2 separate regions of the Sus scrofa genome follow, and region 1 is linked to region 2. The links are chromatin contacts, called in public Hi-C maps. All regions are on one chromosome and are shown on one strand. The core of a region is the stretch at or near the end of the contact, and the rest is flanking DNA. Distances in the headings are between cores, read along the strand shown. Region 1 holds the start of SLC36A1 (proton-coupled amino acid transporter 1). Region 2 overlaps LOC110257252 (a long non-coding RNA gene).

Region 1 (4,390 bases), core at 249-2,748, 200 kb after region 2:
AAGAAAGAGGAGGTAGATTTCATGGCAACCACAAACAAGAAGGGAAACTGCCTCCTGGCCAACTGTATTAAGCCTTATTACAGACAGATACTAATATACACAGGGGAAAGAAAAAACCTTTCTGATTAGAAAACAAACAGCCTGAGATGCAAAGAATGGCAAAGCAGAAGGAGCCCTTCGAGATTCCACCCCATCACTGTGCAGACTGGGAAACCTACACCCAGGCAAGGATGGGAGTCACTCAAGGTTGCAAAGCCAACGGTCAGAACTAGAAGAAAATTTCCTGATTCTTCAATCTCGGTTCTTTCCATTACCTCACACTATCTACTTTCAGCAAGCCTCAAATAACTGCAAAACATCCATCCGAATAACCAGCATTCTTCGAATCTGACAAGCTACATTACAAATAAAGCAAAGGTCTTGACAGTCTTTAATGCCAGAGCTCTTCACAACCAGAGCTGGGAGCCACCTACCCCTCCCAGGAGCATACTCCGCCTCTTATTTCACGTTTTGGGATGGTTTACACAAAATTGCGTGACGGTTAGAAACAGAACCTACTGAATGATGAGTCTGCAGAAAAATCCTGAATACTGAAAACAGGGAACCACACCCAGAGCCGGATCCCAGCGAGAGAGAACGAAGAGCTACAAAAGGGGAGTGGAATGAAAGAGAAGGGGACACAAAAGGGTACGGTGACTTCTCACCTATTAAGTTTTTCGCAGGAGGCAGGGTAGTGAAAAGCAAAGAGCCGCTAGAGCTCAGGGAGACTTAGTTTCTCGTCGCACGTCTGCAACTAACTCACTGCATGACCGTAGGCAACCGCCACTCCTTAGACCTCAATCTCCGCAAGAGCCCTAGATGGGGGCTGTAAAAGATAATTTCCCAGAGTCCTTGCGGTTCCTTACTCTACGACTCAAAGACCCGCTACTAGCAAGTTCCAAGCAGGACTCCCACAGCGGGCAGGTCACTTGACCGCGACCTCCTGACCCCTCCAGGAACCTCCGCAGAAGCCCTGTGGTCGTTTGGTAATCTTTCCCATCTGTTTCCACACCTGTCAAACAGGTCAGGGAGGTCATGGGAGAAGAGCGCGAAGGACAAGGGATTCTCCAGCTCCCCTTCTCCCGGAGGGGTATGCACCACACCGCAGCTGCGGTCGGGGAGCCGAGGAGACTCGGACCCGCAGCCCAGGCCAGTCGGCCAGTCAGTGTCTAACCCGAAGCCTCTGCGGCGCGGGGAGGAAGGGGACATGGGTTCAGCAAAGGCGCTGACCCGCCGCCAGCCCCAGCCCGTCCGTGCACGGACTCACCGCTCGGGGTTCCGACTTGAGCTCTGGCTCCTGCTTCAGCCCAGCAGCCCACCTGTCCCTGCCTCAGCGTGGAACCCTTGCCATCTCCACCGCCGGCTGCCCTGGCAGCCGCTTCCGGGCCCCATCACGTGACCCAGGCGCCCAAACCCGAGAGCCGGGTCACGTGCTCCCGCGCGAGGCTGCTGCTTTCCTCTCGCGGGGCTCGGAAACTCAGTTCCGCACCGCCACCTCGCGGCCGGATGCTGCCCCTACAGGCAGCATGATGTGGCTGGGGACCGAGTCGGGCGTGGGAGATCCGAGCAGCTGCCGCCAGTCCAGAGTCGCAGCACCGTCCCCTGAGCTGTGGCTTGTGAGAGATTGCTCCGTTTTACACCCGCGGCCTTTTCTTTAACACGTCTCAATGGGTACTTGTTGCTTTTATCATCGAAAAATAGTACACTAAAAAAAAATCTCCTCTGGTCAGATTTTTAGACGTTTTACACAAACGGGAGCTTGCGACCGGACACAGAACTGTGAGGTAAGGCAACACTCTTTTTAAACATATTTACAATTGTGTGTGTGTGTCTTTTTAGGGCCTCACTGTGGCATATGGAGGTTCCCGGGCTAGGGGTCCAATTGGAGCTGCAGCTGCCGGCCTGCACCACAGCCGTGTCGGATTCGAGCCGCATCTGCTACCTACACCACAGCTCACAGCAGCGCTGAATCGCTGACCCACGGAGTAAGGCCAGGATCCAGCCTGAGTCCGCGTGCATACGAGTAAGACTTGTTGCCACTGAGCCAGGACGATGGGAACTCCTATTTTAAAAATTTAAGTGACCCTTTTATTTATTTTTTTATTATTATTATTATTTTGTCTTTTTGCCTTTTCTAGGGCTGCTCCCGCGGCATATGGAGGTTCCCAGGCTAGGGGTTGAATCGGAGCTGTAGCCACCGGCCTATGCCAGAGCCACAGCCACGCGGGATCCAAACCGCGTCTGCAACCTACACCACAGCTCACGGCAATGCCAGATCCTTAACCCACTGAGCAAGGGCAGGATCGAACCCCCAGCCTCATGGTTCCTAGTCGGATTCGTTAACCACTGCGCCACGACAGGAACTCCCAAGTAACCTTTTTAAATGAATGGCAACATTTCTGTATGTTTGAGGTGTATGTATTATCTAAGCTTCTCTTTCCTCCTCTTAGCAGATTTTACTTTTGAAAATTAACTACCCAGCCAAAAGAAATATATTGCTACAGCTACAAATGGATAAATCTTAAAATAATTATATCTGGATAAATCTTAATTATGCCAAGTGAAAGGGGGGAGGTCAGAAAAAAGAATCTGTTTATACAATATTCTAGAAATTTTAAAATAATCTACACTGACAGAAAGCACAGCAGTGGTTGTCTGGGAATGGATGAGGAGACCAGGAGAGGAAAGAGTGATTAGAAAGGGGCATAAGGAAACTTTCAAGGTGACCAATATATTATCTTGATTGTGGTGATGGTTGCACGAATATATATGTTGAAAGCTATGAAATTTAAATATGTGCAGTTTACTGTATGTAAATCATACCTCAATAAATCTGTTAAAATATTCACTAAATTGTATAAGTAAAACATTAACATATTTTATTAGAGCTATTAGGCAATGTATAAGTGTAGAAATAAGTGTATAAACAGTGGAAATTCCCCTTCTCCAAATTTATTCTCCTCTCCAAAGATTTATAGTTACCAGCATGTATTATCCTCCAAACCCTATGTATTTATAGAAATATCTTTATATAGACATGTGCAGATACCTGGTGTTAAAATTTAGGATCATAAATACCAGTAGTTATTGTTTTGCTTAACACTTTTTACTATCTGTGCTGTTTTCTTTTATTTTAGCCTTTTTTAGGGCCGCATCTGTAGCATATCAAAGGTCCCAGGCTAAGGATCGAATCGGAGCTGCAGCTTCTGGCCTACACCACAGCCACACCAATGCCAGATCTGAGTCGCATATGTGACCTATACCACAGGTCAGAGCAGCACTGGATCCTTAACCCACCGAGTAAGGCCAGGGATCAAACTTGCGTCCTCATGGATACTAGTTGGGTTTTTTTCTGCTGAGCCACAACAGGAAGGCCTGTCTGTGCTGTTTGTATGGCTCCATAAACATGTTACTTTATATAGGTATGTATGTTTAAAATCTCTGTATGTTCTTTTTTTCTTTCTTTCTTTCTTTTCTTTTCTTTTTTTTTTTTTTTTTTTTTTTTTTTTTTTTTTTTTTTTTTTTTTTTTTTGTAGAATCGGAGCTGCAGCTGCTGGCCTACACCACAGCCACAGCAACGCTAGGTCCCAGGCCGCATCTACACCACAACTCACGGCAATGCTGAATCCTTAACCCACTGAGCAGGGCTGGGGAGCAAACCCACATCCTCATGGACACTATTCAGGTTTGTTACCACTGAGCCACCATGGGAATTCCATGTTCTATAAACTATACATATGTTTTTTAAAATCTACGACAGTTGGTTCATTTCACCAGCAAAAGAGAAAAGAATGTAGATTCATGCTCAAAATATGAAGACAAATGAGTTCATTGCATCCGTAGGAAGAACTCCCCAGTGCATTAACTGTTCAGGGCCAGGAGCTGTCCTTGGAATGCTGCTGAGCTCCAGTCAAGGAATGCCCCCTTTAGGTCACCTCCAGACCTCGAATTTCATTGATTCCTTAACTCCTAAAGTTTTATCCCAGGAAAGCAGAGCTTATGAGAATCACGCAGCTCCCCTTTGGAATTACAGATGCAAGTGGGAACTTGCCTCCCCCACCTGCACCTGCGATGCATTAACTAGATAAAGTTCTTCCTTTGACCTGACCACCATACCCTTTTTAGAGAGTCCCTTGAAAAGAAGGCTGCACCATTTGCAGATACTGTTAGGACTCTATCGGTTTTATCATTCTGCAGTCCTAATTAGAAATTAGCATACAATAGCGTCTCCTTAACTTTCCCAGATAGCTTTTCCCCCAATATACAAATCTCTACCTCTGCTCCCACTGTTTACTCAGACAGACCCAGATTTCCAGTGCAGAATGGATGTGTAAATAAGCATTTTGACTCT
Region 2 (4,973 bases), core at 955-3,454:
CTGGAGTTTGGATGTTATTTTTTGTTTGCAATAAGAAATTGTTGGAGGGTTTTAAACCAAAGAGGGAAAGGGAGGAAAACAGAGTGTGTGTGTGTTAGATTGACTTTAAAAAGAACACACAGGTTCTGGAAGGATAACAGCAATGGACGTCACAGAGCCCTTTTTACAGCTCATGCATGCCCACCATGCAGTGTGTATTTCAGGCTGGCGTTCTGAGCTGCCCCTTTGAGACAGAGAAACAGGTCCAAGAATTATGCTCTGCTGCAATGGAGCTAGGTCTTCAGATACTAAGCCTAGAATTGGTCTATTCCCCTCATTTTAAATTATTTACAAATTACTGAAAGAATGCAAACTCACTAAAAAACTCTTAAAGCTCATAAACGTTCTGGTGTTCTGTTTTCACACAACGGGAGGGAGAGATTGGCCAATTTGGCCCTGGCCATTTGAGGAATGCAAGGCCAACAATGGTCTCAAAATCTGCAGGTGCTCAGGAAGAAGTGGCTAAATTTTGGTACCGGCTCATTTATTCTTCAATGCCATTTACCTACCAGAGGCCTGCAGCAGGCTAGGCATGCTCTACGTTCTCATGAGGAAGGCAGGCATGGCCCCTGCTGGCCTGGGGGCTTTCATTCTGGCTAGGCAAAGGAAGCACAAGTCAGACCATTTCAGGTAGAAACCTGTGCTGTGAAGGAAATAGGGCAGGGAGCTCAGATGGAACATGGCTTGGATGGGTTGTTCCTTCGGAAGGGGAGATATAACATTTTCCTAAGACTGTAAGAGGCAGCACTGGCCGGCTTGGGGCAGATCACTTGTGGACACACTATCATAGCACCTCTGCCACTAACTTAATCACCGATGAAGGAAGAGATTTAGAGAGACTGAGTGACTTGGTCATATAATAAGGCAATGAAAGATGGGGGGAACTGGAACCTGGGGCTTCCTCCCCCCTCCCCCAATATCTGGATGCTTCTCTCTAGGGAGCTCCTCAGAGTTTCCAAGGGAAAGGCAGCATCAAAGAGAGGCAAGGAGCATGAATCAGCCTGGGGCCCTGGGAGGACAGGGTGGGGCTGCACCAGTTGTTGGCTGCAGCACCACTGATCAGCTGAGCCCATACAGGCCCTTGCAATCCTCAAAGGTGGTGTTTTCACACTCTCCCACCTGTGCTTCCCCTCCCTTTAAGTCGAATCTCTTAAAAAAATATTTAAAGGAAATTATCTCATTACGTTGGGTGGCAAATCAGCATCATTTGCCATAAATACAGATAAACCTTAAAAAAAGAATACAGTGGGAAAAAATTACATAATTATGAATGCTCCCTGGGCTTGAAGGATGCTCTTTTTTGTCAAAAGAAGAAATCTGAGACTTTCTCTTTGAAAACTAAATGGTCCAAAAGAGAATTGAATTACTTCAATTCAGTGTTAATTCATGCCAAATCGATAACGCTCCTAAAATCATCTCTTGCTCCAAAGTGGTGGGTATCTCTCCCTTTGAACAATTCCTGTTTTCCTTGAAGGAGATGTGGGTCCTGGTAACAGAACCCTGCCCCCTCCCCTCCCTCCCAACATCTGCCGCAGAACTGGATTGGGCCCTGCTTAGTCCAATGACCCATCACTGAGCTGGCTGTAAAATCCTGGTGTCAGTGGTCCCTGCCTCAAAGGTCACTGTGTCTGACATAGAGGGTGATAATGATGACATTCCCAACTTAAATGTGAGGAGCTGCTCTTTCCCCACTGTCCAGACCGGTCCTTCATCCCTGGTCCCCTCTCAGGTGTAAGGTTTCAAGGCCACACTGTGAAGAGGCTCAGGCATGTCACAATGTGTGGCTGTCTGCCTTGGTTTTGGCTTTAGGACTTCAAGGGTTAAAATGTGCCCAGCAGGAAACAGAAATAAGGGAGGTAAAGGGGCCGTGGACAGGGAGTCGGAAGTCTAGTTTCCAGGACAGTGGTGTGAGCCTGGATAAGTGCCTTCTCCTCCAGGGTCCAGTCTCCCCTTCTAAGTAATGGTAGAGGGGCCCTGGATGAGATGGTCCCGGCTTCAGACACTCTGCGATCGCCCCGTCTCTCCTTTTGAATAAGTCATCTTAGAGATGAGTAAGGAAACACCTGGGGCCGTGGAGACTTCACAGCCTGGTTTCCAGACGGCCCCCCAGAGCCAGCAGGACCAAGCCAACAGCTCCCCAGCCAGAGGCCCAGAGATCGCTGCGGCGAGCCAGGGCGCCCTCTGGTGGATCAGGGGAGAAGGGCTGCCAGAGCTACGGGCTGCGTCTCACCTGACTGCTACAGCATCCAAGCCCTAAGAACCCATCGACATCAACTAGCTCAGCCCCCTCAGCTTCCAAATGGGGAAACTGAGGTTTGTGGAAGATACTCTATCAAGTAGAATTGTCAGATAACAATCAAATACAGGACTTCCAATTAAATTTGAATTTCAGATGGGACAATTTTTTTTTCTTTTTTTAGGCTACGTCCCATGCAATATTTAGAACATACCTGTTAGAAAATTATTCATGAGGTATCTGAAATTCAAGTTTAACCAGGTTTCCTATCTTTCTGATAAATCTGGCAAGTCAACCTCCAGTCAAGCCACTAAATGCATGTCTGAGCTGGAACTGCAGCCAGAGGCCCAGACACTCTACGACCAATGTCTTCCTCACTCTACGACCAATGTCTTTTGTAGCAGCTCTGCCCAGCACGCAGGGCGTGGGAAATGCTTGTTGACATTATTCTGGGAGAGAGCTAGTGGAGGGATATCTGGATGTGACTCTGATGATCCCAGGAGTGTTTTAAACAGGGCAAGGGAGATGGGTCCTCTCCACACCTGCTTTCTTCCCACCTGGGCACCCATCAAAAATCTTTGAGGTTTTGGTCACAGAGTTGCCTGACATCCCTGCCCTAATTTGATTTACAAGGTTAGGGAGGAGCAAGGGCAACCTCATTTCTCAAGATTCCCCAGGTGACTCTGACACAGAGCAAAGATTAAGACCGCCTGGGTTGGTTATAAGGAAGAACAGGGCACTGCTTGATGGAGCAGATTTTAATCAGTACATATCATTAATTATCAAGCTTCACTGTGCTTAGGAATCATGGTGGCTGAGGAAGGAGGAAGGAGGATGGATTTGCCAGTTCCACTTCCAGAGATTCTGAGGAGTAGACTCAGGTAGGGCCTTAGAACCTGCACCTTTCTTTCTCTCTCTTTCTCTCAGAATCGTACCTCTGACAAGTACTCAGGCTTCACCTATATTTGTGACATGTTTTCTTTATTAAGAAACTAAAACAGGGAGTTCTTGTTGTAGCTCAGTGGTAGCAAATCTGACTAGTATCCATAAGGATGTGGGTTTGATCCCTGGCCTCACCCAGTGGGTTAGGGATCTGGCGTTGCTGTGAGCGGTGGTGTAGGTCGCAGATGCAGCTTGAATATGGCGTTGCTGTGGCTGTGTCAATTCAATCCCCAGCCAGGGAACTTCCATATGTCATGGGTGTGGCCCTAAAAAAGACAAATAAAAAGAAAGAAAGAGAAAAGAAAAAGAAACTAAAACAGAATTGAAAGCAAATACGGACAAATGGTAAAGTTCTGGAAAGCAGACAGTGAGCATACAAATACACATTATTCTATTTTCTATAACAAACATTTCACTAAAGACACTTTTTTTTTGGTCTTTTTGTCTTTGTAGGGCTGCACCCGTCACATATGGAGGTTCCCAGGCTAGGGGTTGAATAGGAGCTGTAGCCACTGGCCTATGCCACAGCCAGAGCAACGTGGGATCCGAGCTGCATCTTCGACCTGCACCACAGCTCACGGCAACGCCAGACCCTTAAGCCACTGAGTGAGGCCAGGGATCAAACCCGCATCCACATGGATGCTAGTTGGGTTCGTTAACCTCTAAGCCACAACCGGAACTCCACTAAAAACACTTTTTAAACTTAGGAACATTTTAGGGGACTGTGATGCAGGTGGTCTGAAGACCACCCCTGAGAAACACTGGCTTAGAAAGCAAGAGAATGAGCACTGCCGCCCACTTCATCACATATTGGGTGCCTCCCCCTCCCCCCGCCCATGTCTAAGAGCTGGGAGAGGCAGGGAAGTTTCTGGGAGAAGAACAGGAGCTGGTCTTGAAAAGTGAGATAAAATTCGGAGATGTAGAAGCAAGTATCATGGTCAGGAAACACGCATTCTGAGCAGATGTGAAACTAAGTGCCAGGAGACAGGGATGTGTCTTAGTTACAGACGGTGGCTATTAAATGACTTCTCTAGCTCTATCTCCTAGCACACCCCCGTTAGTCCCTACACTCCAGCCACAATAGCCTCCTTTGTGATCCGGAAATGTGCCAAGGAGTGCCCTGCCTCAGGGTCCTGGCACCTGCTCTCTGCATTGTTGGAACCACACACTTTCTCTAGCTTTCATTAGTAGGCACATTAAAAAGCTTTCATTAGTAACTTTTCATTAGTAATAAAAATATTGCCTCTTAGCCACTGTTAGGACACAGTTAAATGTCACTAACCTCAGAGAGACCTTTGAGGCCCACGCCTCTTACGCATTTCCTCTCCTTTGTATCAGTGATCAAAACCTACATTATCTTGTTTGTTACCTTCTGTTACCTGACACCTCTCCCCAAAATGCAAAATGTAAGCTCCATGAAAAGAGGGACCTGATCTCTTCTGTTCACTGCTGTGTCTCTAACGCCAAGCGTATTTCTTAGAACCTATTAAGATTTCAGTCGGCATTTGTTAAGAGAATTAATTAATGAGAGATGGGGCAAGTTCAGAGTAGGAAAAGCCCTGGAACCAAGGAAAAGAAAGGTCAGGTGGACATTAGGGTCTGAGAAAATAGGGAAAAGCTCCTTGACGTTGCTCTTTGCAAAGATATTTTTTTTAAAGTGCAAGCAACCAAAGCAAAAATAAACAAGTCAACTACATTAAACTCAAAAGCTTCTGCGCAGTGGAGAAAAAACCCAGTATGATTAAAAGGCAACTCG

The links. A called contact is a pair of places that touch in the nucleus more often than the background predicts.
Region 1: a contact with region 2 is called in a Hi-C map of retroperitoneal adipose tissue, with 1.8 times the contacts expected there. The contact joins the promoter of SLC36A1 here to the enhancer-like site in region 2. A contact is called at or near these places in 23 of 47 Hi-C or Micro-C datasets (alveolar macrophages, brain, embryonic fibroblasts and 14 more) and 1 of 2 datasets of contacts at active chromatin or transcription factors (skeletal muscle).

Annotation. Positions count from the first base shown.
Region 1 is chr16:71,588,034-71,592,423 of Sscrofa11.1, forward strand. SLC36A1 (proton-coupled amino acid transporter 1) reads right to left here and starts at 1,499. Exons shown (of 11, transcript XM_003134140.5): 1 at 1,307-1,499. LOC106506564 (a long non-coding RNA gene) reads left to right here and starts at 160. Exons shown (of 3, transcript XR_002339800.1): 1 at 160-687; 2 at 1,770-1,823; 3 at 3,576-3,607. LOC110257327 (a long non-coding RNA gene) reads left to right here and starts at 3,667. Exons shown (of 5, transcript XR_002339802.1): 1 at 3,667-3,724.
Region 2 is chr16:71,382,372-71,387,344 of Sscrofa11.1, forward strand. All of the region lies in intron 1 of LOC110257252 (a long non-coding RNA gene), which reads right to left. Among named protein-coding and RNA genes, the nearest start is that of SPARC, 17 kb to the left of the region's middle. Within about 2 kb of position 2,205, at least 15 of the 83 cell types and tissues checked have an H3K27ac peak or open chromatin away from gene starts, as enhancers often do. A contact at or near this core is called in omental adipose tissue and retroperitoneal adipose tissue, where this site is marked.